Regions from separate parts of the Mus musculus genome. Here all the other regions are linked to region 3. The links are chromatin contacts, called in public Hi-C and Micro-C maps. All regions are on one chromosome and are shown on one strand. The core of a region is the stretch at or near the end of the contact, and the rest is flanking DNA. Distances in the headings are between cores, read along the strand shown.

Region 1 (7,124 bases), core at 4,542-7,041, 270 kb before region 3:
CATACCAAGTTTCCCTGTTTGCCTGGATCTGCTTCTAGTGTTTCTGATGTGATGTGTTGCCCTCTTGTCTCTGCGCCTGGACCATTCTCATCTTTACTTTAGAATCCCAGCTCTGTAAGAAATGGGGATATGCAGCAAGTGTCGTAACTTAGCAGCTTGATGACTTTAAGTTTAAGTTTTTTGTGTGTTTTATATTTGAGTTGTTTTGAATCTGTGCATTAGCTTAGGGAGACTTTGGTGTCACTCATGAAAGTAATATATCCTTCTACTTAGTTCTTCCTCTGTTTCTTATAACATTTTCTTCAAGAAAAGAGTCTGTATGTCAGATTTACTCCTTTATATTTATTTGCCATTATGAGTGGAATCCTTTTAAAAGCTCTCTTATCACTAACTTTGAAAAAGCGCTTTCTCTGGTTTTTCAACTGATAAATTATCCTAAAGATTATAGAAATAGTATGTAATTTCCAGTGTTTTCAAAAAAAGTACCACTTAATTGAGGTGTATCTTTTAACATCATTGTTAAAAGAGTATAAAAGCAACATTGTCCATTTGTCTTTTCACTTAAACATTGCATGAGAGAACAGTATCCATCAGTCTGGATAGTTGCAGAGTGTGAATGTGTTTATATGGGTGTGTGTGTGTGTGTGTGTGTGTGTGTGTGTGTGTGTGTGTGAGAGAGAGAGAGAGAGAGAGAGAGAGAGAGACAGAGAGAGAGAGAGAGAGAGAGAGATTTTTGAGATAGTAAAAATAGGGGTAGTAAGTGAAAATGGACATTTTTACTTTTAAAAGAATATTCCTACAAAAAAAAATGTACAGGAAACTTTGGGATTTTGTTTTCTTGTAGCACTGTGGATTGAAACCAGGGCTGTGCACATGCTTCGCCCAGAGCTGTATCCCCAGCCAGTAAGGATGTGTGCTTAGTATTTAACTTGAGGTCACTATACTCAGGCCAAAAAAGTTTTTCTCTTAATTCCTTTTCTGTAAGGCTCTTCTATTTACTGTTGTTTTAGTTTTAGTTTCATTTTCATTTTCAAATTATACTTTTATTAAATGTGGCAAGGTTTGGAGTCAGAATATTTCAGTGCAAAAAATAAAAAGAAAACAATGACTGAAACACTGATGATAATGATGATTGATATGGGAATTCTAAAAGTAATTCTGATAAAATTCTAATAAAATTTTAACCATAATCTGTTTCTATTCTTAAATGTTCTTTACAACTCAAGCTAAGCAATCTATCAGGACATTGACTGCCCTTCTGATATTTTTTTTACAAAACATAATTCATACACCAGAAAATTATTCTTTTTATGGTAGTTAACATTCGATGTTTTGATATATTTACAAGATTGTGCAACGGCCACTACTCAATTCCAGAGCATTCCTGTCACTCGGGATAACCCATCAGGGATGTTGTCTCGTCCCCCACTTCTTCGCCCCTAGCTGCACTGTTGTGACACATGCTGATGCTGAAGAATACTCCCCACACAGAGGTCTTCCCCTGGCATGGTGTGTTACTTATGTTCAGTCAGCAGTTGGCAGATAATTGTCACTCTGACAGGTTTTACTTTGTAGTCCAGACTAGACTAGTACTCCCATTCTGTAGGCCAGGTTGTCCTTCGTGATCCTCCCTCAGAAGCCTCCAAAGCGCTGGGGTTACAGGCATGGCTGCCATACCTACTTTCTGCCTTGTTTGTTGCAGGATGTTACTTGCTAAATTGAATTTTTAAATGCATTTTTTTTTACAACAATTCTGTTCAAAAGTAAAATGGGGGAAATGGTTCTGCTTTTCTTTTTTTAAGACTTCTTTATTTTGTGTGTATGAATATTTTGCGTACATGTATGTTGTACATCACACAGGTTTGGTGCCTGTGGAGGTCAGAAAAGAGCTTGGATCCCTAGAACTCAGTGACAGATGGCTGTGAGCCACCATGTGAGTGCTGGGAACCAAATCCAGGTGCTCTTAACTGTGGCGCTATCCCTCCAGCCCCTTACCTGTTCTGCTGTTTATTAAAAGAGGGCTGGGGGGCGGGGCGTGTTGGGCCTGGGGGCTTGTTAGACATGACTTTATAGTTTTGAAATGTATATTGGACTTGGTTTTGTTGAAAGTAGGAAATTTATACTGCTGTCACTTAATTTAGAAATTATTGGAATTTTAGATACCATTCAGTCAGCAAGGCCTAGACATTCAGAGCCGAAGTATGGAATATGTACAGCGGCAAATATCTAAGGAATGTGGGAGCCTAAAGTCCCAAACTAGGGTAAGTAATGTTCATTTATCTCCTGGTCTGAAATGCCGCAGTTTAGCATCCAAGAGTGTATCTGCCGCATCTGTATGTCTACACTCCATTCAACCTGAGTGGCTTTTGAATTGCATCATCAGATAGGACAAACAGGAACTGGAATATTGTTAATTTAGCGTATGCATCCCTTCCCCTCCATACAGTAGCATGCACCTGCATCCAAGAGTCCCAAAGGTTTATACTGCTCCAGCGGCTACTCTTCTCCTTTAAGTCCTAGCTAAGTCTTAAGCTGTCATCCCACCAAAGTGTGGGTGACCCTTGGGAAATGATTGATCTTGAGACAAAATTTCTCTCCAGCTGTGAACCTGTGGAACCAGATAGAAGATAGCTTCTAGAGTACAATGTTAGAAAAGCATAGGGTAGAAATAGTCCCATCACAAAAGTGAGAGGCTGAAATGAAGGTGCCACAGCTCACCCTCAGGAAGGCAAAACCATAATAAGCATTTCACTCCATTTTAGCACTTGGAATTAATCATCTTTGGGTTTGGGTTTGTCCTATTTTGCTCTTGATTTGGTAGTCCTCCACACTTCTGCCTCACCCCATGTCTCATCGCTGCCATCAGGGTCTTAGAATACCAAAGCATGCATGGTCTACTGAAGTAGGAGACTAGCCTGCCCTCTTAAACTGCAGAAGATATCTCAGCCTTCAAATTCAGGCTTCTTTACCTGAGAGCTCGGGCATGCCTGGAGCCACACAGTGCTCTTGGCATGTTGTGAAGGGATCCAGAGATTGAACCTTCCTGTCTTCACCCTGTCCTGGCTGCTTTCGTCCATGTTGGCAGCATTTTGCTTTATCCAGCTCTGCCTGGTATCCTCTCCAGTTCCCCAGTGTTTTTAATAAAGTTTCACTGGAGATTATCCAATTGCTTAGCAAGTCCTTCAGTTTGTCCTTGCGTGTGTGCGCAAGACACACACACACACACACACACACACACACTCACACACAGGATATTATAAGCAACATGAAGAAAACTGCACAGCATTTCTGAATATCTTTCCACCCAAGTTTTATCTTCCAAGTGTACCAAACATGATTGATTTTGCCACTTCCATTTTCTTTCTCCCTGTGTCCAGTAGTATGGTGTTTTTTTTTTCAGAGTCCTCACCAGGAGGACCTTATAGGCCATATTCTTCCTGTACTTTCTCTACCATAAAACACTTTTAGTTAAAAATTATTATCCGTTTCTCCATTTTTAAAGCTGTATTACAGTGGCTCCCAGCTTCTTGGCACTATAAATCTGTAAGACAGAACCAGGGGTGAGCGGATGGAGCTCCTGTTGGAAGGGATTGGCTCATCCAGAAATGGGATACAAAGCCAAAAGTTAGTCCAGGTCTCGTGGCGCAGACCTACAGGGCCAGGTACTCCAGGCTGTGGCAAGAGGAATGAGAGCACAGGAGCAGCTTTGATAGCCTCGTGAGACCTTACCTTAAAATACAAAGGGCAAAGAGAGATAGCCGATGGAGCTCGATGGTAGACTGCATATCTAGCAGGCATAAGACTCTTAAGTTTAATCTTCAGTACTAGAAAGAAAGAAAGAAAAGTGAATGCAGGAGAAGCCATTAGCATGGAATGAGGGAAAAACTGGAGCTTGTGTGCAAAGGCACCCTGCTGGCAGAACTTCCTCTTGCTCTACAGGGAGGTAGTCTTTGTTTCAGGTGTTGTCTGATTGGCTGTGGTCCAGCAGCCGAAGTGTTGATCTCAGTTAAAACTTGGTCACAGAGCTCCTTGAATGAATCCCTAGGTGGGGGTCATCCTACCACACTGACATAAAATCAACCACCATCGTCCTTACTGCAATTTTTATCTTGTCTAGGTCCCTTTGAAGTCAATCAGACATGTCAGCTTTCAAGATGAGGATGAGATTGTTAGAATAAATCCTCGAGATATCTTAATACGTCGATATGCAGACTACAGACATCCGGACATGTGGAAAAATGACTTGGAGAGAGATGATACTGACTCCAGTGTTCCATTTTCTAAACAAGACAGTAAAAAGTCAGACTATCTCTACCACTGTGGGGATGAGACTAAGTTAAGTTCTCTGAAAGACTCTGTGGTATTTAAGACACAGCCTCCCTCGTTAAAATTTAAGTCAAAACGAAGAAAAGAGGATGGGGAACGTTCTCGCTGCGTATACTGCCAGGAAAGGTTTAATCATGAAGAAAACGCCAGGGGGAAATGCCAGGACGCTCCAGATCCTGTTAAAAGATGCATATATCAAGTTAGCTGCATGCTCTGTGCTGAGAGCATGCTATATCATTGTATGTCAGACTCAGAGGGAGACTTTTCTGATCCTTGTTCGTGTGACACTAGCGATGACAAGTTCTGCCTAAGGTGGTTAGCCCTGGTAGCTCTGTCTTTCATTGTACCATGTATGTGCTGCTACGTCCCTTTGAGAATGTGCCATCGCTGTGGTGAGGCATGCGGGTGCTGTGGTGGGAAACATAAGGCTGCTGGGTGAAGCAGTCCAGGGCCGGCATGAGCTTAAACCTTCATCTCCAGGAATTAGCTAACTTGGATTTGTGGAAGCTGTTGGCAAGCAATATGGAATCTTGCCGGTATCATTGGGGCCATGCGTGGAGGAAGCAGAACTCATCAGTTCTTGTGATTTACAGATGCTAGCCGTGCCTGTTTCCCTGAGTGCATGGCATGTTCTGGGACAGATCACAGAGCATTTTCAGAAGGCAGTCATTTCTGGTTATTGATTACAAAAGGTCAACATAGAATAGGATCCAACTAAAAGGGATTAATTTTGGCATTTTCATATTTATGCACTAGGTGATGGGACTTTTTAAAGATTTGAATTCTTTAGGACATTAACTAAAAAGTGCACTAAGGGACAGTGATTTCAGTACAGAAAAGTTAGTACTTGGGAAATTAAGAGATAAGACAAGTGCAACTAAATCATTGGTTGTTTTTTGAAAGCAGTTTTATGTATAAATAACAAATGTTTATATTTAACTAAATGTAAGGTACGAACTATGACATATTAAACTTTTCTTGCCCTTCCTAGTTCTGAGGTAGATGTGCACATATCTGCCACCACATTCCATATGTGTTGAGTAGTTAACTCATCTAGTTAATAACGTTTGTGTCCATGTGAGAGATTCGGTGAGTTCATCCTCAGCTCTCTTGGGCTGCAGTTTATATTGAGTCATATCTGTACATTCTGGAGATCTAAAATCTTTAAAATACTCTAATAGCCTTGAGTGACCAACCTTTTTTTTTAAAGCACAGATGTAATTGTCTAATGTTCTGATGGAAATGTAACACTTATTTTTATATAAAGAGATTGAGTAAACAGAAGAAATTGAGGGTTCCTTTAGTTGTTTTGTTTCTGTGGTATTCAGCCAGCAAGTTGTTTTCTTTCAGAGTTTCCTCCTTCAGAGAACTTAACTGCATTTATAAACGTTTTACAAGGCAGAAGCATTAACTGGATAGTTAGTGTGAAACAGTTTCCGCTTGAGATCTCCATTTCTCACTCTGCTGAGCCAGAACTCGCACAGCTGTTTCACTGATTTTCTGTGCTTATTACTCACATAACAATGGTAATTAATACCTTTCAGTTGCATTTTATTATATTTCAGGAGCAAAGTTACTTTGCAGTAACACATATGCAGAATTCTCCCAGGAAAGTATTCAATCCACCATTGTGAATGGAAATCTTATACACCACATTCCTGTCGCAGAGCATTTGTATTATGGGATGTTTGATTTACAAAGTAGTGTGATATGCTCCAGCAAACAGGTTAAAAATACTTTGAGGTCAAATTGTCTTGGTTTTGTTTTTTTAAAGTGTTACTATTAAAACTCTTGTGAGGGATTGTTGCAAAATACTCCCTCAGGAAAGAAAGCAGTGTGCCTTTTTTGCCTTTTTTTTTTAATGGATTAAAGTTTCTGAAGTGATAAAAATGAAAATCACACTACCATTTGAAGTCCATTCTCCAGGTTTTCAGTGTCATTTCTGTGCAGTCAGTTTTATGTGTCACACTTCGGCTTGTGTTGGCTTTCTTCTTTTGCCCCAGATTAAACTGAACAATGTATATATATATAACACTATCTGTCTGTAAAATACTTTTTTTAAGAAAGCATTTATATTTATATGACAGCTTGAACTGACAACATTATGTATATAGATCATCTTGAAGTATTATTTCACATTGAAAAGAAGAAAAATATATTGATAACTATAGATGTTATGAAGAAGAGGCTATTTCTAGTTTTGTACTAAAAATCAATTGGATGAACTAAATCCAAAACCAGACACTGTCGCAGCAATTTTCAGTCTTATTTTTACTGTTTCTACATTGGAGGCTGCTGCACAGATAGATGATCTTCGTCCTTGCTGTTTTCAGAGGAGCTTGGTTTCCTAGAGCAGACTGTTACCTTTCAGGATTCCTTTTTCTTGCTGAAGTAGAGTCCTGGTTTTCCTTATGAGTGATTATCCATATTTGTAAGTTCTGGGTTTGTAATTCAGGTTGGAGCAAGGTGTGAATAACTAAAGAAAATAACTTGCTGGCAATATAGGAAATGCCATGGAAATAAACTGTGTATATACTTCTGAGAAGAACAAAATTAATCATTTTTTTTTTCTGTTAAGCACTAGTCACTATAGTGCATCTCCTGGTTCTGTACTGTATTTTATACGCAACGTACATGCTTTAATATTTTAATGTTTGTGCATTAATATTTTCAGTTTGTTTAACCACTTTGCTGCTAAGATTTTGCCATCCCGTTCCCATTTTTTCCTTTACAATTTTAAACATTTCTCTTCATTAAAAACTATGATAATGAAATTGTTTTTTTTTTAACCTTGGATT
Region 2 (6,632 bases), core at 834-3,333, 470 kb before region 3:
GTTATTGTGTACAGCAACCTGCTGGTGGTCAGACTATGCCCTAGTAAATAAGGAAACACTGGGGCACCATTCTTGAAGTGGACTACCCATTGCTTGATCTGTGTGTGTAAGAAGAGAGGAGAGAGAGAGAGAGAGATGTGCTGGGATTATGCTTCAGGTAGGGCATTCTCCTCTTCCATCTTGTGTTCATTTGCTTCCTGACTGATGGTGTGTGTGTGTGTGTGGTGTGTGCAGAAAAAAAAAAAATCATATATTCCAAGCCCCAAAGAAAAAATATCCTAATAGAAGTATAAGCCAAGCCCCAGGTAACAATCACCATGGAGACACTGGAGTAGCACATGAGCCGCAATGATGCTTACCACGCACAACCATGACTCTGACTGACCATCCTGTTTCCATGGCATGCTTAAAGAGTGAATGATGGACGGGGTACACTCCTCACTGACGTAAAACATGATTCATGTTAGCCAGAACCAACCAACCCCAAACTTGGAAAGAATGAGTCCCCCACCTGAGTGCCTGCTCTCCTCTGGGTCATTTCAGGAAACATTTGAGGCATGTTTGTGCTCTCAAAAATGTTCCCGAACCTTCCCTTCAAACTTCTCAACGTCTTCCTTGCCCAGGAACCACCTTGTGCTCACTACTTCTACTTCTCGTTTGGAATTATACAAAACAAACAAAACAGAGGATCGGACTTCATTCGCTCCTTCATTGAATGTATTTGCCTAGCATAAGTATTGTTAAGGACCTGCTCTGAACACAGAACCTTTCCCATACTTCTAAACAAAACAAAACAAACAAACAACCCCCCCCCCCCCAAAGAGATCATGATGCTCAAGGCAGCACACGCCTGAACTCCAGCACTTGGGAGGTAGAGGCAGGCCGATCCGGAATATACCACCATTCTTGGCCACAGAGGGAAATTCAAGAACCAAGTCTCAGAAACACAACAAACAAAGCAAAGCTACAACAAAAGAATCCTGTTCTCTAGGAAGCACCTGCTGGGGAAGAGACAGACTTAACTCCTAGAGGAAAGAAAGCACTATAAAATCAACTAGAGAACTCAATGAAATCTTTTTATATGGGTGTTACTGGGCCTTCAGTTCACACACTTGCCCCATGGGTATATATATAAGGTGCCCACCTCCAATTTAGAAGGAATTCCATCCTTCTTCACGGAATCAGTTCCTGAGCCTTAAGATTTTCCCCGGTAACAAATGAGAACCGCTGTACCCAGAGCGGCTTTGTGAGTTGCCCAGTCACCCACTTTTCTCCAGGGGGGAAGGAAGAAACTCAAGAGTCTCAAAATAGCCCGGTCCTAGTCCTTCAACAAGTGCAGGTTACATCACTTTACAGGGCTGGTTGTGACATCACTTCTAGACCTGAACGCGGCCCACCCCACCACTGAGAAAATGGAAAATGCTGAGCCGCAGCCTCAGGACTTTTTCATCTAGAGGCAATTTCTGTCTGCCTAAACCTGACTGCAGGGCAGGTGGGTGCAGAGCCCAGCAAAGAAGCCTTTGAAAGCAGGAACCCAGGCTCTGCAGGTCAGCTTGGAGCAAGTCCAAACTGGGTTCTAGCCCGCACACACCCCCGCCCCCTGGTGACAAGCAATCTGTTTATGGGGACACTTTTGTGAGGTTACAGAATCTCTGCAAGAGAGGGAGCGGGTTCTGGCCTGGTTTCTAGGTAACCCGCCACACCAAGGTGCACAAACACGATCGGACAGAGAAGAGGGGTAAAAAGAGAAGCTGGACGGCCAGGGCCCCCTCCCGGGCCGCCGTGAAACGCGCTTTAATTGCTTCAAAGAGCCCTTCTCAATGGGGTTTCAGAGGCGCGGGAGCGGGTCCCCAGCGAGGGCTCCTTTCCGGCTGGCCAGCATTCCTGGGCGCTGCGAGGGGAGAGCCCGCGGCTCATTTCCATGCCTGTCGCATACTGCCTCCGTTGTGCCGGGCCGGGCCGCGAGGGGAGCGCGGCTGGCAGCGAACAAAGCCCCATTCATCCCCGGGGACGGCTTCCTCCCGGACCAGCCGCGGCCGCAGATGGGCTGGCTCGGGCACGCCATCCATCTCCAGGCCGGGGAGCGCGGCCCCGCCCGCGCACAGAGCGGTGATGCAGGGCGCCCCCGGGCTGCCGGACCCAGGCCTCCACGGAGGGGGAGAGGCTGTGCGGGGACAGGCGAACACTGAGGCTTTTCAGTCGGGAAATCCCGTGTCCTCGCCGGCTCCTTGAGAGCGAGGATGTCAGTTTCCACCGCCCTCTTCCCCACTCCGGCCCCCCGGGATGGTACGGTCCGTCTTCCCTGGTTGTGAAGGGACTTTGTTTCTCCTCTGTGGCCTCTGCAGTCCCCACGAAAGGGTCACTTCCTGACTTTTGTGTCTCTTCAATTCAGTGCCTTCAAAGTTCCTCCCCTCTGGTTGTGACTAAGTACATAATTGCGAGGCTTATCCATAAGGTTTTCCAGAATTCAAACATCCCTCCAGGTTAGTCTGGGACTGTAGCTTTGCAATAAACATCTTTTGTGTGTGTGTGTGTGTGTGTGTGTGTGTGTGTGGTTTTTTTTTTTTTTTTTTTTTGTCTTGTTTTGTTTCCTTTCCCTCTCCCCTGCTGGCCTGCGGGGAAACGCACTTGTTCCACAACTGTTTGCAGACTCCATGCGCTTTTCCTTTGGTCCCACGTGTTAGACCCCCCCACCAAAGAAAGCTACAGAACTCTAACGTCAAACAGAAGTGAGGCTAGGTCACTTTTCCTTCACTCTGAGGAAGCCCCTCCAGGCTGAGTTTCACAGCCCAAGACAGAAACAGGCTCCAGACACATTCCTCCCGGGCGGATGCAACAGGGCATGGCAGGATCAAACAGCCACCAGACACTGGAGAGACTGGCTCCAATCTATCCATCTTCCAGATAAGAAACGATAAGATCTGAGAGGGGAAAGGATTTGTTCACCTCAGGCGGAAGCTGGTTCATCTCAGTAAAAGACAAAAACAAAACAAAACAAAACTCAAAAAACACAACAATTAAAAAAAAAAACCTTCAAGAAAAATTATTATTCACCAAGTCAATTTGCTTTTCTGCTTATACTAAAAGAGAGCTCTCCTCCAGTGCAAGGGAATTGCTCCTATGTTTCTTTTACTTCCTGCATTTTGAACACCACTGGCCTCTCTCCAAAACAGACCTCTTTCCTCTCGAGGGGAATGAAAACCTTCAAAATGTTCACAAGCAGATAGAGTGACTCTGCACTCGTTATTTCTGAAGGTATGGGGGTGGGGAGAGAAAATTCCAAGTGCTTTACACAGGGCCTCCCTAATTCCTCACAGTAGGCTCTGAACTGGATTCTATAGCTTCCTCCCTTTCACTGAAAAAAAAGGAAACAAAGCTGAGAGAGACTGAGATTAACATTTTCACATTTTCAGGGTCACACATAGGTTAAATGGCCAAAACTGACTCTGAGCTCTTCCAGGCAGAGACGTTGTTTACACAGCCACAGGGCAACAAACCCGGGTACCGGGAGGCTCTGGGCGGATACCAGGTTGCCGGTGAGAGAACACCTCATCCTACCCAGAGGGGTGAGCTGACAGAGGACTTGATTTACCCGGGAATGCTTCTTCCGGAATGCAAAGTGCTAAATTAATTACCACTCCCTAGGCTGCCTTAGCATTTTCTCTTCCAAGGAATGCTCTGGAAATAATAGTTCCTTGGTTTTCTGTCAGGGAAACCTTGAGTTCAAAGTTCAGGCCTACCATTTCCAAGATGGGAGAGGTTTGAAAAGTTATTTGACTCCTCATCTATTAATCAGAGGAAATAAAAGCCATTTTTGTTCTTGTGAGGATTTAAATGAGCCAGCCCATGTAAATGCTTACCTCCACGTTTTCTTCATTATCATTTATATCAAGTCAGGTAGACAGCATTAAGCTTAATTTAAAGCAAGATTTTCTTTATAACAAAGAGTTACTGCTCACCCATATATATATATATATATATATATATATATATATATATATATGTATATATATATATCCTGTATTCTCTGGAAACTCTACATGGTGTCTCTTCATTCATCCCACAGTGGTTGCCTCAAATGTCGCCAGTCATCATGGCAGAAGGGACAAGAGAACACTGGAAAGTAATTAGAGCAGTAATGAGTGGTCAGATGGAAATACAGAATGACGTCACCCCTCAAAGCTCTTAAGAACCAATTCATGCCCCAGTCACTAACCCCAATGACTATAAAGCCAGGACCTGTATGTAATCCTGCTTTGTCCCCAGTCTGGGGAACACCAGAGGGTTAGGGTTAGGTCTGAAAACGCCTGTAACCAGCATTAATGAGGACCATCAAATAACACAGCTTTCCTTCCAGAGGATAAAAATACCAATCCTTTTTGAGACCTCCAACGTCACAGAGCTAGTCCATGACACTTCACAAAAGGTTTTGTCTTCTCAAGATTCTAGTTATGATAAAATTCAGCAATAGTTCCTGCCTACAACAAGCGACCAAAATTGTTTCTCTGCATTCTACCTCCCTGTAAACGGAAAAGCAAAGGTCACAGCGTAAGCTTCCCCTTCTACACACTGAGGCTGAGGGTCAGAGTGGGAAGAGCAGAAAACGTGAAGACAAGAGCAAAAGCAAGTTTCCACCAGGGAACTGAGGCTCCCCACAGGAAGTCCTGTTTGCCTGTCTTGTGATCCTAGCCCTTGGAAGGTAGAGGGAGGATTTGGAGTTCAAGGCCAGTCAGGGGTATATATAAGACCTGTTGTTTACTGCCAGCAAGCGCCCCCCCCCCCCGCACCCCCAAGTTAAAGGACTAAAAGAAGGATGCTACAGAAGACCTTGCCGTGGCAGTGAGGGCCACTGATACCTCCCTTTGCCAATGTGAGATCTGAAGCTGCATCTTGCAGAAGCAATTCTTCACAATTCGCTTGCCTTTGTGCTGGCAGTCTCCGAACAACTGGAAGGCATCTGGACTTCATTTGATGAGTGCTTTGCTCATAACCAAACCTCCATTTCTCTTGTTTTTTTTTTACTTCTGCTCATCTTCCTTCTCAAATCATCCCACTGTATTCGTGTGTGTGTGTGTGTGTGTGTGTGTGTGTGTGTGTGTCCATCCCTAGACCCTTGGTGCCATGGTAAGGGCATTGTTCTACAGAGACTTGTGCCCTGATGACTGCATCGGAAGGTGGCAGTGTTGAGTGGGGAGGTAGGGCTTAGTGGTAGGGAACAGAACAGCCCACCCTCATGAAAGGGGTAAGGCTGAGTGAGGCCCCACAGACTTCCAATGGCTTCTTGGGAGAGGAAGCTCTTGGGTGTCCGAGTACTTGACCTTCTTGCCCCTCAGCACTCCTCTTCTCAGGTCTCGGCTGCACTATTTACATCTTTAGAAGGTGGTGGTAGCATGAGTCACGTGCACCTCTTTTTACTCATTAAAGTACGCAGACCCAGGTATTTTGTTACAATTCAAAACAGACTTAAGATTTTAGGCATTGTAGTACATAAGATCTCCATTTGCATATCAAATTATCTCTCAAGACTTCGATTACTCAGTTAAAGGGCATACACCTTACTCCAGAAAAGCAGCTTGACTCAAGTGGTACTTATACCTTGAGATTTCCCCCACTAAGAATATATAACCCAAAAGTGTCCTGATGGGAGAGCGTCAGAACAATTGGGCCGCAGTAAGTAAAAAGAGCAGAAACTACCAGAATCACATTAAAAAAAAAATCCTTAAAAAACAAAAAGAGCTTTGAGAGACCATCTGAAGATACAGAGAGTCTATTTTTATAATGTCAAATGTTTAGAAGCTTATGAACATCCACAAACCACAAAAATAATTAAATAAAAACCAAGGGTGGTGGCATGGGCCTGGGATTCCAGCTAGTAGGAAGGCTGATGCAGGAGGATCATAAATTTAAAATCTGTATGGGCTGCAGAGTGAAGCCAAGGCTGACTGACTCACGTAGTGAGACTGTCTCAGAATTTCAAAGAAGGATGGATTTGTAGTTCAAGGATAGAAGGCTTGCCTAGCAGTAGGGAGGCTTGAGGTTGCATCCTTAGTATTGAAAAAAAAAAAAAAAAAGTGGGGGGTGGGTAGAAAGCTCACATCTGAAGAGGATGCTGGCTGGGAAAGATGTGCAGCAGCTGCCCGTGAAGAAGGCCCCTGTCTTTGCTGCGCTCGAGCCAGCCCCAGCTGCCTGGATGTCGAGGCCACATGGGGCTCCCTAGGGTTTTCTTTTAGCTGCTTCCTCTGCTTGCAAAGTGGGAACCACCCAGGCGGCTAAGCAAACAATGGAATATAGTGCATTACCTCCAGCCTGGACAGGGAGGCCCCCTGAAGGCTGAGACCTCCTGCAAAAGGGACCGACCTTGCAAAGGGGGCGGGGGTGGAGGCAGACTTCAGAGCAAAAGGATTTCAGAGTAAAAAAAAAAAAAAAAAAAACATTTAAAAGAAACAGGAAATGAGTCCCTCAAAGCCAAACCATGTGGAAAGACAGGCCACATCGTCTAAATAAAACAACAATACAAGTCTATATAAATGCCGTTAGTCCCACATTCCTGAAAGTCTTTGGTCCAATGAGGAATAATCTATTTATTTAACAAACATTTCTTAAGAACCTGCATAGGCCAGGCGCTGTGGTCA
Region 3 (7,031 bases), core at 521-3,020:
TATAAATGAGTACACTGTAGCTGTCTTCAGACACCCCAGAAGAGGGCATTGGATCCCATTACAGATGGTTGTGAGCCACCATGTGGTTGCTGGGACTTGAACTCAGGACCTCTGGAAGAGCAGTCAGTGCTCTTAACCACTGAGCCATCTCCAGCCCCCTCTTATTTTTTAAAATTTCTAACCCAGTTGTTCTTCCCAATTATTCTCTTTCCCTTCTCTTTGTCTCTTTCTTTTTAAACTTGGAAACTCCCTGCTTAGATGATGAGCTGAATTTTCAGGAGAAGAGTCTGAGATATGGAATTGGAAGCCCAAATGAAGCTGGCCACGCCAGCCTTATTGTGACTCCCTAACAGTTTAGTAAAAGGCTGAGGCCAGGATTGGGGACTTCAGTTGTACAAAACCCACCAGAGCCTCACAGTCTGCTTCATCAACACGATCTGTCTGTTTTGGAAAGAACTAGGCTGTGCCTTCCCAGACGCTGCAGACCACTCTCCTTCCATGTGGATGCACTGACGCTACCATGTGTCATGGAGACTGGCGAGTCCCATTGCCAGCCATACGACTTACACTTCCCAGATAACTTTGTAAAGACACCGAGACCTATAGCGATCAAGTGAGTTAGATCTAACTGGACTGGGATGGCTCTACTGGGAGCCAGCATCAAGGGACCACTGGCTTAGCATAGCTGAGATTCCATTACAAAAGCTAGAAGAGGGGTTGCTTCACCTCTCTTAGACGTGTACCCTTTCATACCTTTAAACTCAGGCCCTTAATAAGGAGCCTTGATGGAGATGTGACAGCCAGACAAGTGTATTATCTTGTACTGATAAAATATACTTTTCAAAATTCAGCACAGGGACTGAAGAAAGATGGCCCAGCTATTGAGACTGCCTCTTGATCTTCCAGAGAACATGAGTGAGGTTCCAAGCACTCACTTTTGGTGTTGCACAATCCCCTATAGTTCTGGCTCAGAGAGATCTAAGTATCCTCTTCTGGTCTTTGCAGGTACCTTTGACCCCCCTGACTCTCTCACATACACATAGCCCTTGTTTCTTCCTAGCTGCAAACTGCAACATTTACCTCAAAGCCACTATTAACCTCTTATTTCTGAAGAAGAGTACAAGAAAGATTTAAAATTTACTTCTTAAATGTCACTCTTGCTAACACATTTTAAATTGGTGGAGCAGAAGTGACAACACAGGCAGCCTTGGGGTGGGTGAGGTTGTGACATAAAGAGCAAGAACCCTCTAGCCACGGGGTATTGGCCAGCTCTTTTGGTAGCTGAATGTGCTTCTGAAGTGTAGCTGTTCAGCATGTGGTATATCGATGGACTGCACCTGCCCCCCACCCCCACCTCCGCCCCCGGAGTCAGGAGCTGGCTCACAGATATGTATTCTAGACCAGACGAAGCTCTGTGCCCTTCCATCTCCCTCATACTTGATCTGGAGCAAAGGGTTTGGTTTGTGTTCCTTCCTGTTTGCCAGTGTTAGCTGGCTCATGCCAGAATGGACTGAAGACATCTTTTCTAGCTCATTCTTGCTCTTTTGTGCCACGGTTTTGAAGAACAGGGAACTTAGACAGGTGAGTTGTTCCTGGGTGTGTGGTCAGGGTCCTAGCCAATCAGGGATGCTCAAGATTGCAAGGTACAGCAGGGCCGCTCTGAGGGCTTTCTGTCAGGCACTTGTCCCACCTGGAACTCTGCTGAGGGCTGCAGCCTGCCATCTGAGAGCTAACCACCATGCTGACTCACCATCCTTGTGGTTGAGAGAACATTAGCGAGCAAGAGTCTCCCATGAGCCTTAGCGCTTCAAAATATAGGACAGAGAACCTCCACCGGAAGGGTATTTGGCTAGTGAGAAACCAACCCTTTCCTGTCCTCTTTCTCTCTCTCTTTTACTCTGTATTGTTGTTAAGTGGCCAGGAAGACATGGGCTATTTGCTCTCAAATCCCCAGGGAAAAAGTGAAGTTGAGTCAGGAACCAGGGAAAGTGACAGGTATAACCTCTGTCTATAGGAACTCTCTGGGGTACAGAGGATGCTACCTATCTGTTGCTGCTAGGCTTCCTGCTACAACTAACCCTGTACCTAGCACAGCCTCTGCCAGTCCGTTGGTAAAGCTCCATGCATGATTCTTAGAGAAATGTTGTGACCATTGCCAGAGACCTTCAGAAATCTCAGACCAGGGCTGCAGCTTGGATAATTCAGGGATGCAGGTGGGGGGGGGGGAGGGGAGGGGAGGAGATGAGGGAGGTTTTCTTTCACCTTCTATTCATGTTTTCACCTCGTGCACTAATCGGAATGCCCAGGGCATGGCAGCTCTGACCCACTCAGGCTTCCTCCCCAACCCACTTCCACTGGTAGTGACATCTTACCTCAACACCCAGTTCTTCACCTGGCATATTAAGGCACAAAAATAACAACTTGAACATACAGTGAGGTGGCAGAAAGACTAAGGTATTTATGTCCTAATACCCAGAAGCCGAATATATTGCTTTACAAGGCAAAGAGGACTTTGTATGTGTGATTAAAATTATGGACCCGAGGTTGGGGAAGTTACCCTGGATTCACTGGGGGTCAGCTCAGTTTAGTGCTCAGAAGCAGACAACCTTCCCTAGGCAGAGGCAGAGAAAGGTGAGCATGAAAAATGTTGAAAGAAAACATTTAGAGTTCCAGTTCTCTCTCTCCAATATCAGGATCTCTGTGAAAGGATAGGAACTGTGGGTGGCCCTACTCGGCAGCTATCAAGGGAACAGGAGCCCCGGTTCCCCAGATCCACACAACTACTGACATCCAAATAAGCGAAGGCGCAGCTTCTCCTTTGGGGCCCTCAAGAGGAGCACATTCATGTTGACACTCTATTTTCTTTCTTTCTTTCTTTCTTTCTTTCTTTCTTTCTTTCTTTCTTTCTTTCTTTCTTTCTTTCTTTCTCTATCTCTCTCTCTCTCTCTCTCTCTCTCTCTCTCTCTCTCTCCCCCTCCCTCCCTCCCTCCCTCCCTCTCTCTCTCTGTCTCTCTCCCTTCCTTCCTCCCTCCCTCCTTCTTTCTTTCTTTCTTTCTTTCTTTCTTTCTTTCTTTCTTTCTTTCTTTCTTTCTCTCTTTTTCTTTTTTTTTTGTTTTTTTTTCGAGACAGGGTTTCTCTGTGTAGCCCTGGCTGTCCTGCAGCTCATTTTGTAGACCAGGCTGGCCTTGAACTCAGAAATCCACCTGCCTCTGCCTCCTGAGTGACACTATTTTCATCCTGCCGGACTACAGAACTGAATGATAATAAAGTTGCAGTTTCAGATTGAAAACTGAGTCAGTTCGGTACACCACCAACTAATACTAAAACAGCAACAGAATGGAATATATTTTATACCTGGATACCCCCAGCCTCCCCGCCCCCCACCTCTATACCCCTAGTTTCCTTGGTGGCTGTGAGCAGCACTGTCACACTATGTTTGACTGAGTACTGCTGACCAAATGGTCATCTCTTTTCCCGAGCCATATGTTTTTTTGCATCATTGGGTTAGCTTCTTCACTGGTGTTCGCTTCTGGCATCTTCATTTCTCCAGTATCCCAGTATCCCAGTATCCCAGTATCCCAGTATCCCAGTATCCCAGTATCCCAGTATCCCAGTATCCCAGTATCCCAGTATCCCAGTATCCCAGTATCCCAGTATCCCAGTACACAGGAACCTCAGAAGTTTCCCCTGATGTGAGGTCCACACCTCTCACCACTTGCTAATCACCCACTCTGTGACAGGATCCTGATGGAGTTTACTTTATTTACTTCTTAAAACAGCTTCATGGTTTAACATTAGCCTCACTGTACAAACAAGAAACCCAAGGCTCAGAGGTAGTGTGCGTTTCAATCTAAGGACACAAGGCAAAGAATTAGGGTAGAATCCAAGAGAAAATACCTTCTCTCGGGATATATTCTCTTGAGGCGGGCAAGTTGTCCCAAGGTCCAGCTAGTGTGTCTGCTGACACCAGATCTATACAACTGATGGATTTGCAGGGCACTGGCTCAGCCCATCTGACTATGCCCTGTCCTTTGGCTGCTTTGCTTTTCTTCTGGCCCAGTGTGCCAACGAGGGCACTGTCATTTGGATGCCAGAGAAACTGTAGCATTCCGGAGGTCCTGCTACCCTCTCCTCTTCTCAGATCCTATGTATTTGCTTCATCCTAACAGACGCATAGAAGATGCCGCCTGAAGGTTTGCAGGGATGAGTGGTGAGGGTGTCCTGGGAGAAGCTGTGCTGTCTGCTTTGTCCTTTATAATTTGCCTCTGGCTCCCCCTTTTTATAACCCAGGCTCTTGGTAGTGTGTGGTGGAAATAAGAAAGTCAGTTCATTCGTGTGTGCTGTCATTTCTGCTGATTGGGAATTCTAAACCCTGTGATGTTGCCGCTGTCCAGGGGCTTGGAGTAGGCCCTGGGGTCTTAGCAGTTTTTGTAGGGTTAGTAGTAGCAACAACAATAAAAAATGAAGTAATTTTTTTGTATATGAAAATTGAAACAGTCCTTCATGTGGCTGAGAGGGTGTTGTCTTGTAAGAATATAGACACCAGCAGGGCAGTGTTTACCAGGTTCTGGTCTCCTTGGGCCTCTCTGAGGACTCAGGGATCCTCAAACAGTGAGTGTCAGCAAGAGAGGGCTGGGTTCGAATCCCCCATCTCTTGCTCTGCAATTCTGGGAGTCACCTTAGCTCATAGCTTCAGGTTTCCTATGTGGAAAAGACAGGTGAGTTGCCTAATCCATAGACTTGTGAAGATTACATTTAGAAAATGGACCAAGTTTTATGCACTAAATACATAGAAATAAACATCAACCGCTCTTGCTTTTTCAATGCAGAGCAGTGTCTGCATGCTGTCCTGCAATCATTTTGGAGCTGACGACCATTTCAACTTCAGTGGGGAGGACCCACGTTCAGTGCCATCTGAAGCCCCCACTGCTCTCTCCCCACAGGGGATTCCAACCAGGAAGGTTTTAGGCGTCCAGTTTTTCTACCCCACGTGCTTCACCTTCTGTCTTCATCCAGAAGATCTGGGTTCCACCGTGAAGGGTGGACAGCTGCTCAGCATCATCTGGCCTGTGTCTGCTGCACACACCTCCTCTTACCCATATGGCTGCAGTTAGCTTTTCTCTAACTCTTCATGGAAATTACAACTAAAAGAAAATGTTACCATTTTCCACGGGATGATTTTCCCATGACTCAGCTATCTTTAATGTTGATATTTAGTTCGTGTGTGTGTGTGTGTGTGTGTGTGTGTGTGTGTGTGTGTGTGTGTGTGTTTCCTTCACCAGGCAGGCTGAGCTGTGCAGCCTGATGCAGACATCTGAGTGACAGAGCCTGTCACACACACTGATCTTGTTGAGAAGAAACTGCCACCTAGTGGCATGAACAGGCACAGGGCTCCCCAGGAGCTCTAGTTAGCTGGAAAACAAGATAAAACAAAACAGAACAGAACAGGACAAACAAACAAACAAACAAACACAAAAGCCAATCAGTGATGGTTGGTTCCTAAAACTGACAGACTATATGATGTAAGCCATCACAGACAGTGCACATCCCCTAAGTGTAAGTGAAATAGTTTCAGGACAAATGAATATTGAGCCAAAAGTCAGATTGACAACCACTATGTCACTAAAACATGACATCAAGTATCTTCGAATAAACTTAAATCCAAATGATGGTCTATGAGTAGAAACAAATCTAAAACAAATGGCCCAATTAAGAATGAGGTGGTCATATGAATTTATCCAGCACAAACCTACCTACCTACCTTTTACTAGGATGGCCCTAGTTACCACCTTATAGTGTCTGAGTAGCTACCTCATCACAATATAGTGTCAGAGCTGAACAGCAAGTAGCACTATGATGTGAGCAAGGGCAGGACTTAAAAACCATCCAAAGCAAAGACATTTGAGTAACTCCTTCAGGAAGATTTGTTATCACCAGGCAGGAGGATGGACACCAGGAAGGAATTCTGCCTGTCTGAAGAGCATAAGCAAGGCCCCTGGAATGGAAAGAGGAATGAGTTTAGGTGCCTGTGAGATGCGTGCTGTGGCTGGAAAACATCATTTATGCTGGAGCCTGCACAAACTGACTACAGATACCATCTACGTGGTGTATGCGCCATTCACCCATCTTACTCAGGGTAGATTTGCAGGTGTATGGGACGCTGGTTTAAAACTTCCAAAGTCACCGAGGCATGCCATGAAGGCGCCAGCCGGTTCACCACCAGAGTCCACTGTAGATTCAGAGTGAATGCTGTAAAAATTATTCCAGCAGGCGCTTTCTCTCCTGAACACCCACAAGGTGCTTCTTAAATCTGGCTAGAAATACAAAGAACCAGACAGAGACTGCCACGACAGTCTTGAGAAAGAACAATACCAGAAACACACCCTGACAGACTCAAACTCCAAATGTTTCATAAAGCAAGCCGTGGGGGATTGCTGGGAATCCAGGAGCATCTGCCAACCCTCTGGCTCAGCAGTCTGACCCTGAGGTGCAGGCTCAATGAAGACATTCACAGTAGCAGAAACTTCAGCTAGCCTAGTCATATCAGTACTGTTTGGACTATAAATGGAGTTTACCCATATGCTTGTCAACTTTGTGACACCTTCCCACCATGAGATATTACATAGCAGTAAGGACCATCATACAGAACTACATACAGAACAGTGGGTGCTTTCCACAAGGCAATGCTGAGAGGGTTCAGTTTCAAAGGAACATAACATGTGGCATACGTTTCCATGTACGCAACTGTAAACGGGGCTAAAAATAATTGTGAGCTCATGGCTTAAACAGCTCTGACTCTGTCTCTTCTAAAACCCACCCTCTTCGCCATGTGACTTCAGTAACTCCGAATGAAGAGCCATAGTCCTTTTCTCCAGAAGGATTAGCACCACAAGGAGGCAGTCACATAAAATGTATGGGGTACAAAAAACCCAAGTAAGCAGTCAAATGATATTATAATGTGATAGTTACTAACAAAACAAAACAAAACAAAACAGTGCAAAATCCCATGATAGATAAAAACAAACATTTTT
Region 4 (6,873 bases), core at 589-3,088, 330 kb before region 3:
CCCCAGCCTCCACATTAGCTGCCAGTCTGGCCCGGATTTAAACATGAGCGGGCAAAGCCAGTTAGTACCTGGAGAACAGACTAGCACCTACACTCTGGAGTTCAGGTTCTTCACATCCTAAGATCAAGTTCAAAATGGTAGGAGTGGAGATCTCTTCCCACGCTCCACTCACTCACTCCTTTTTCCCATCCCCACTTGTTCCTAAGATGAACAATCCTGCAGACGCGGCTGGAAGTTATATAAAGAAACCTCAGTGATCCACGGTATGGGTTTTTGGTGCACGGCTGGCTGGGTTAGCGCCTTTATTCCTTCGTCAAACACACATTAGGCACTCTTATGTGCACAGTACTGTTAGCACATTAGTGTGTACTCATTCGGAGGAGAGCAGCAATTCTGAGGCTTCCTGGAAACCTTTGGCTGAAGAGTGACGGTTTCCTTAGGAGGCCCGCTGGACTTCTTCCCTTGGAATTGTTCTATCTCTCAAGGTGGCTGGAACAGGAAGCTTCCTTCCCCGGGGGTTAAGTAAACTTGAGAACAAAGTGAAAAGCCTATCGCAAAACCGCCTAGGGAGACGCCACAGGAACTTAGGAGCGCTAGGGAGTCAGTCCCCCAGGCCATCTTGTGTATAAGCTGACTTCTTAGAGACAAGATAATAGAATTTATAGAGCTAGGAGTTCCTAGCCCTCCGGTCACAAAGATCCCAGGCTCCAGCCCTCAACCTTAGAAGGTTCTTGTGCAAAAAAGATCTTTTGGGATGATTGCATACATTGTCCTCTGACAATGCAAACGTGACAGCTGCCTATCCAACAACCGTTCCGCCTCTGTTCGCCAAAGTTCGTGCCACACAGGCTTCTCCTGCGCTATAGTTATGCAACCTCGCTCGCAGCGGGAGTTATTTCCTGTGCTGCTGGATGCGCCAGATTCATGTAACCCGCCTACCCCGGGCTTCAATGGAAGCCGTTCTCCATTAACAAGCACTCGTGCTTCCAGAGATGAATGCCCAGCATTGCATGCTGTTTGCGCAGTGAGGATCGCGCTGCGAGGTATTGAAACCAACTCTTTCTACACACACACACACACACACACACACACACACACACACACACACACACACACACACACATCACACGCACACAACTACCCTTGTGCAAGAAGCAAGGGAACTGCAGCAATGCAACTAGAGGGACAGCAGGAGGAGCTCGCTTTGCAGTCCTGGCCTGTAACCCCCACTAAGAGATGAACTCATGCCAGTTCCATTCTTTGCAAGAAAAACACAACACACGCGCGCGCGTGCACGCGCACTGAGCAGTACGGAGTGGCCTCCCGATTTCTTCCCCGAGCACACGGTGTGCTGCCCGCTTGTCCCGGCAACCCGGATATCCCAGGCCGAGTAACGGGGACTTGAGCGTCGCAACAATGCCAGTCCCGGAGCAGCTCGGCTCACAGCTCCCACCCCCGCCCCCTTTCCTCGGCGTGCCAAGAGTTTGGAGCGCGCGCACGCACACGCGCGCGATGCAGTGCAGCGACATATCCCTCCGCCACCCTCCTCGCCCCGCTCCCGCTGCCCGACGATTTGGGAAGCGAGGGGAGGAGGGAACTACTTTCCTGAAACTTGTTATGCTGCCCACGATCCAGAGCTGCAGTGATTCGACTGCGGGCCGCGGCTTTTAGGTTTCCCCCCGACCCCTCAGAGGCCCCGCGCCTCCGGCTTGCAGCCGCGCCCCACGTCCGCCCAGCCGCACCCGCGCGAGCCCCGGCGGCCCAGAAGTCGCGAGGGACTACTTCGCCTGCCTCTCCCGCGGGCGCCCCCGGTTCGAGCGGCGGAAGGAGCGGGCGGCGTGAGCGCTTCCGCCGCCCCCCTCGCGGCTCCCCTCTCGCGGGCGTGAGGAGCGGGCCGCCGAGCAGCGCTGATCTCGGCCCTCGTCGCCGCCGCTCGGCACTGTGCCCTCGGGCTCCGACGCTCGCCTCGCGCCCTGCCTGCGGCCCCTCAGCTGGAGCGCGTCCGAGGCAGCCCCTGAGGGCCGACCAGGCGCGCCGCGCGGGCAGCCGGCGGCCAGGCGGGAGATGGTGCGCGGCACCTCGGCGGGACCGCGCCGCCTCCCGCAGCCAGCGCTCGGCTGCCCCCCGCCGGCTCCCGCCGCCCGCCCGTCGCCGCGCCCCTGAGAGCAGCACCGCCTCAGCCACCGGCCGCGTCCCCCTCAGCGCCCGCAGTCGCCCGCGCCGTCTCGGCTTCGCACTCGACCTCGGCGCGGCAAACCGCTGGGGTCGCCACGGCCGCGCTTGCTGCCGCCGCCCCCCTGCGGGGGTGGCCGGGCTGCCCGGCTCGCGGGGCACCGCTCCGAGTGAGGCATCCACCATGGTGAGGCCCCCGAGCCGCTGCCCGCGCGCCCCGCCGGCCGTCGTCGCCCGCCGCCCCTCGGTGCCGCCGCTGCCGCTGCTTCCCTGCCTGCTGTTGCTCCTCCATCTCCTGATCGGATCACGGTGAGGGAAAGATGAGCGAGGAGACGGCGACTTCTGACAACGAGTAAGCGAGCCCTGGCCTGGTTGAGCCCGGGGGGCAGCCCCCTCCCCCCAGCCCGTCCCGCCCGGGAGGTGATAGATGCCCGATGTGTCGGGCCATTTTCTTTAATGGCAGCACCCCTTTTCATTCGTGCATTTTCGCCTCTCTGCTTGGGGAAGGGTATCGAGTGCAGTGCAGAGGCGGCGTAGCAGTCGGACGTCTCCGAGACAGAGTAATAATGTGGGTAGCTCAAAGTGGAGTAGAAACTACCCTTTGCCTGCCCTTCACTCCGGCGTCAAACCCGCCCCCCCTCCCCAAACACCTTGAACATCCAGCCACCCTGCCTCTACAGCTATTTCGCTCGGAAACTAATGTGTGGGAGCACCTCCAGCCGCAAACTGCTCTTGAATCCTAATTCGATGACTCAGTGACTCCTAAATACCGATTAAGCCTTCGCCCCCCGCCCCACTTTTTAAACTTATGACCTATACTATTCTAGTAAAAAGATAGGGTTAGGGAAACATTTTAAGAATTAAATAGGATTAAGGACACCTGGAGTGTGGGCGATGTTGAGCTATTGTGTTTTTTTATTATTATTTTTTTAACCTTCGAGAGTATTGAACCCGTCTTAATCAAGAACAGAGTAATTAAAAATTTTGAATGCTAGGGTTTGGCTTCCGTCTGTGATAAAGTACGGTTTACATTGCCGAACGCGTTGGTGACTTCATCAGAGCTTGATCCATAAGTTTTTGCTTTTTTGGACTGTCCTTAGGTTTTCCAAATGAATCACCGTGCCTTTTAAATATTTTGCTTTAATGTAGCAGCCTCTTGAAGGAATAATGGGGCTGTAAGAGTTTCCTGTTGAGAGTTAATTTGGGGCCGAATTTTGGTGTCTGTTTTTTCTGTAATTGAATTCAATTTTTGTTTGTATTTGGAGGGCTATGAAGAGTTAAATGAAGTCTAGTCCTTAGGATGCATTCCTTTAAATAAAGTGCATTCCTCAAGTCAGATCTTTTCGAGAAGGCTTTAAAGGCCCGTTTACCATAAAATAGCAGAAAAATGCCGAGCAACGCCCCCCCCCTTTGAAAAGCACGCATTGAGGAGCGGGTGTGGAAGGAGGTGGATTGCTGCAGTCAGTGCAGTCTAGAAGCAGAAGTGGCCGCCATGTTCTCTCTTTTTGTGAATCGCCCTCATTTGCATAGCACACTTCATTCATAAAAAAAATAATTAAACATCCATCACCTTGGACAACTTGAAAGGCTTTCCTAAGAAAACCACTCGAAGCTTGTTTGTCCTTGTGTAGATTTTTGGGTTCAGGAAGTGAGGAGAATTTGAAGTTTTAGATTAAAATTTGGAACATACGCGCACACACAAACAACTACCCCAGTTCTCAGAATGTTGACACAGTTATGTGGGAAATATCAGTTCGGGGAGGTGCTGGGATCACGTGATCGCCTCCATTCATAAAATACCTGGCTGTCCATTCACAGTGCAGTACACTGTCACTGCCTTCCGCAGACTAGATCTATTTTGAGCCAGATCAAGAACCCTGTCTCAATGCTGGGCTGAGAAAAACTGCGGAAATGCTGAAGGGAATGACGGGAACTTTTATTAGTATCTTGCAATAAAGCAGCTGGGATAAAAATCTTATGATCTATTTTAGAGATGGGGAAAGATGTCTTACCATTTTAATAGTTTAGAAAGTAGTATTGCCTTACTTCGGCCAAAGAACAAATGATGGGTGTAGATTAAAGCAAATGTAGAATATATTGTTTCAAAACAGGCCTTTTTTTTTTTTTTTTTTTTTGGTACTATAGTAAATTGAAAGTGCAAGTAAGTGTATGAAAGAGATCTCAGTGGATAGAACCGTTGTTGAACTAAAATGAAAAAATATTAATGATTGTTTTAATTCTCAAGATACTGATGCTTTCAAACAGCCCCCACCCCACCTCCAAATGTACTTATGGGCAACTGGGAAATTATTCATTCAGATTTTTAAAATTGTTTTCACAAAGATATACTGCCATATTAATACATTGTCCTGAGGAGCCTTGTAACTGTTAGTTTGGGTAGTAAAAGGGTGATCTATTTTAGCATGTATTGTCCTCTGAGAGCTTTTTCATGGGGCAAAAATGGGTGGTGGTGGTTAATGAACGTGAGGAAATGATTATGTTCATCTGCTAATAGTGGCTGCTAGACCTGACACTGTTTACTTGAACCTTGGCTCTGCCACAAAGTGGATTTCTTGGAATGTCCCGTTTAATCTGGTCATTGTAGAGCTCATCTTTAACATAGGAGGTGAAGTTTTGAAATGAAAATTCATTATTTGTAATCACACATTAGGAAAAAACGAGAGATTCAGTAGAGCCCTCGTGGGCTTAGGTTTGGTTTAAAATGGCCTTGTTTTAATTTTGTTCTTTTCTCTCTTTTCTTAAACTATCCTTCATAGGGATTTGATTACAGTAGAAATTATTCCTAACACTTTATTGCTTCATCTTTTTCTTTGTTTCTAGCCTTTTAAAGAAGATGACTATAATCAATTTCTCGGAAGATCGTGTTAACTTCTAAAAATTGACAGCCACTATGCTAAAATGTAGTAGGGCCTTTTAGAGCCCTCATTTTGAAAAACCGTTATTTGAATTTAGATTTTGTGTGTGTGTGTGTGTGTGTGTATAAATAGGTAACTGAGGTACTTACATATCTAATCAGGAATTAGTGGAAGATGTATTATATAAAAATGTAAAAGGCATCTTGACAGTGATAAGTCAAATGAGGGAAAAATGAATGAGGATAGGATGAAGCCTTAGATAATCGTTTCAAATTCATGTTTAAAAATAAGATTTTTTAGGCAGGTCAGATGGCTCAGCTGGTACAGGCACTTTATACCTTGCAACCTCATGACCTGAGTTTCATTTCAAGGACTTACATGGTGGAACCTGTTCCCACAAGTTGTACTCTGACCTCCATGTACCTCTACATTCAAAACAATCACACAAATAAATGTACTAAAACATTTTTAATTAGATTTTTCAAAAGACAGTAAGCATACTTTAGAAGTAGACTGCTTTATGCCACAAATAAAGGAACGAGCAATATAATTTTATTTTTGAGGTTAATACTTTATTTTCTGATGCTCCAAATATTTCCAGTAAAGATGTACCTTATATATAATGGATTAGCCTTTTAAATACAAATTTGAACTCCTAAGTATATATTATGGAATGCATAGGGCCTTGGTAATTTGTTGTTGACTGCGTATAACACTGCATGGCCTTTGCCAGTCTGACCACAGTACTGGGAGGAGTCAAGTAACTGTAAAACCAAGCATTTTGTTTACTGTGTGCACATCAGTCAGAACCGCCTGCTGTGCCAGAACTAGGCTTTTTAATAGCAAGCTAGAATTTACAGTAATTTTAGACTTTTAATTAAAATTGGATCACTTGAGATAAATTTGTTGTAGTATAATCTATGTTAGAACCATTTTTCCTGTCAAAAGTAAATTTTGTGGTTATATCATATAGTACTTCTTTAAAAATGTACCTCGCAGTGTCATTATGTGAGTATATATATTTAATTCCATTTGTCTTATATATGTATATGATTATGCATACATTATACATATAGTTAGAAAGTATTCTAGAGCTGAATAGAAGGAAACATTGGGAAGCTGTGTAACAATTATTCAGGTAATTATGTTTATGTGGGTATCATGGATACATAATGTAAAATTTGTTTAGAAGTCAGTGGAGCTCAATCCTTGTTCACCTTCACTTCTCCTTTCTGATAGAAAGCTTTTGGTTTTGAATTGTATGTTTTAAACTATGCTAACCTAACATGCTCAAAAAACAAAACAAAACAAAACAAAAAACTTGTAGAAATAATTTTCCCCCAGAAGACTCATTTATGCCGTGATCTCCAACACTGTCGTCCTGTATCATTGTGTACTTGATCCGTACTTATAGTGAGATTTCAAAAATCATATTCATTTATACATTTTTATGTCTGTTATTGCTTCTTCTTTCATAATGCTTGTTATACACTTGTGTGTGTGTGTGACTTTTTACATTAGGGATCATTTAGCTTTGTTAGAAAATAGGCTCAAAATTACGGGAAAATAAATTATATTATCTTTTAAAGAAGATTTACCCTTTTATTTCCTAAGGCCAAAATTGGCTTCATTTTTGACATGTTATATTTTCTCAAGTTTTAGAAATAATAGTTGAGACCTAAAACTATTCTGGATACTCCTGGATAATCACTGTGCTGGGCTCTGAGCTATGCACTGTATCAACAAAAAGGTACTCATTTATCTGATTGATTTAAAAGATTTGAAAGTTCCTTTCTTTTACAGCTTCTCCATGGTGCCAACTATA

What was found. Hi-C and Micro-C count contacts between places; a contact is called where the count stands out from the background.
Region 1: a contact with region 3 is called in a Hi-C map of pro-B cells, with 3 times the contacts expected there. The contact joins two enhancer-like sites. A contact is called at or near these places in 7 of 39 promoter capture datasets (the 3T3-L1 cell line, the HPC-7 cell line, hippocampal neurons and 3 more), 1 of 15 datasets of contacts at CTCF or cohesin (CD8 T cells), 12 of 484 Hi-C or Micro-C datasets (B cells, CD4 T cells, the N1E-115 cell line and 9 more) and 1 of 115 datasets of contacts at active chromatin or transcription factors (large pre-B cells).
Region 2: a contact with region 3 is called in a Micro-C map of B cells, with 4 times the contacts expected there. The contact joins two enhancer-like sites. A contact is called at or near these places in 1 of 39 promoter capture datasets (pre-B cells), 1 of 15 datasets of contacts at CTCF or cohesin (large pre-B cells), 4 of 484 Hi-C or Micro-C datasets (B cells, cortical neurons and group 2 innate lymphoid cells) and 3 of 115 datasets of contacts at active chromatin or transcription factors (astrocytes, large pre-B cells and pancreatic cancer cells).
Region 4: a contact with region 3 is called in a Hi-C map of Th1 cells, with 4 times the contacts expected there. The contact joins the promoter of Spred1 here to the enhancer-like site in region 3. A contact is called at or near these places in 5 of 39 promoter capture datasets (the 3T3-L1 cell line, the HPC-7 cell line, hippocampal neurons and 2 more), 20 of 484 Hi-C or Micro-C datasets (CD4 T cells, CD8 T cells, DN3 thymocytes and 13 more) and 12 of 115 datasets of contacts at active chromatin or transcription factors (the 230-238 cell line, T-cell acute lymphoblastic leukemia, astrocytes and 8 more).

What each region holds. Positions count from the first base shown.
Region 1 is chr2:117,173,185-117,180,308 of GRCm38.p6, forward strand. Spred1 (sprouty protein with EVH-1 domain 1, related sequence) reads left to right here. Exons shown (of 7, transcript NM_033524.3): 6 at 2,160-2,261; 7 at 4,118-7,124. The coding sequence ends at 4,765. Among named protein-coding and RNA genes, the nearest start is that of Mir674, 8.4 kb to the right of the region's middle. Within about 2 kb of position 5,792, at least 12 of the 459 cell types and tissues checked have an H3K27ac peak or open chromatin away from gene starts, as enhancers often do. A contact at or near this core is called in pro-B cells, where this site is marked.
Region 2 is chr2:116,973,813-116,980,444 of GRCm38.p6, forward strand. No RefSeq gene overlaps it. Among named protein-coding and RNA genes, the nearest start is that of Gm46758, 60 kb to the left of the region's middle. Within about 2 kb of position 2,084, at least 300 of the 459 cell types and tissues checked have an H3K27ac peak or open chromatin away from gene starts, as enhancers often do. A contact at or near this core is called in B cells and group 2 innate lymphoid cells, where this site is marked.
Region 3 is chr2:117,445,316-117,452,346 of GRCm38.p6, forward strand. It overlaps Gm32137 (a long non-coding RNA gene), which reads left to right. Exons shown (of 2, transcript XR_001783446.1): 2 at 4,830-5,175. Among named protein-coding and RNA genes, the nearest start is that of Gm32137, 8.8 kb to the left of the region's middle. Within about 2 kb of position 1,771, at least 52 of the 459 cell types and tissues checked have an H3K27ac peak or open chromatin away from gene starts, as enhancers often do. A contact at or near this core is called in the 230-238 cell line, B cells, CD8 T cells and 12 more, where this site is marked.
Region 4 is chr2:117,119,233-117,126,105 of GRCm38.p6, forward strand. It overlaps Spred1 (sprouty protein with EVH-1 domain 1, related sequence), which reads left to right and starts at 1,839. Exons shown (of 7, transcript NM_033524.3): 1 at 1,839-2,524. The coding sequence starts at 2,493.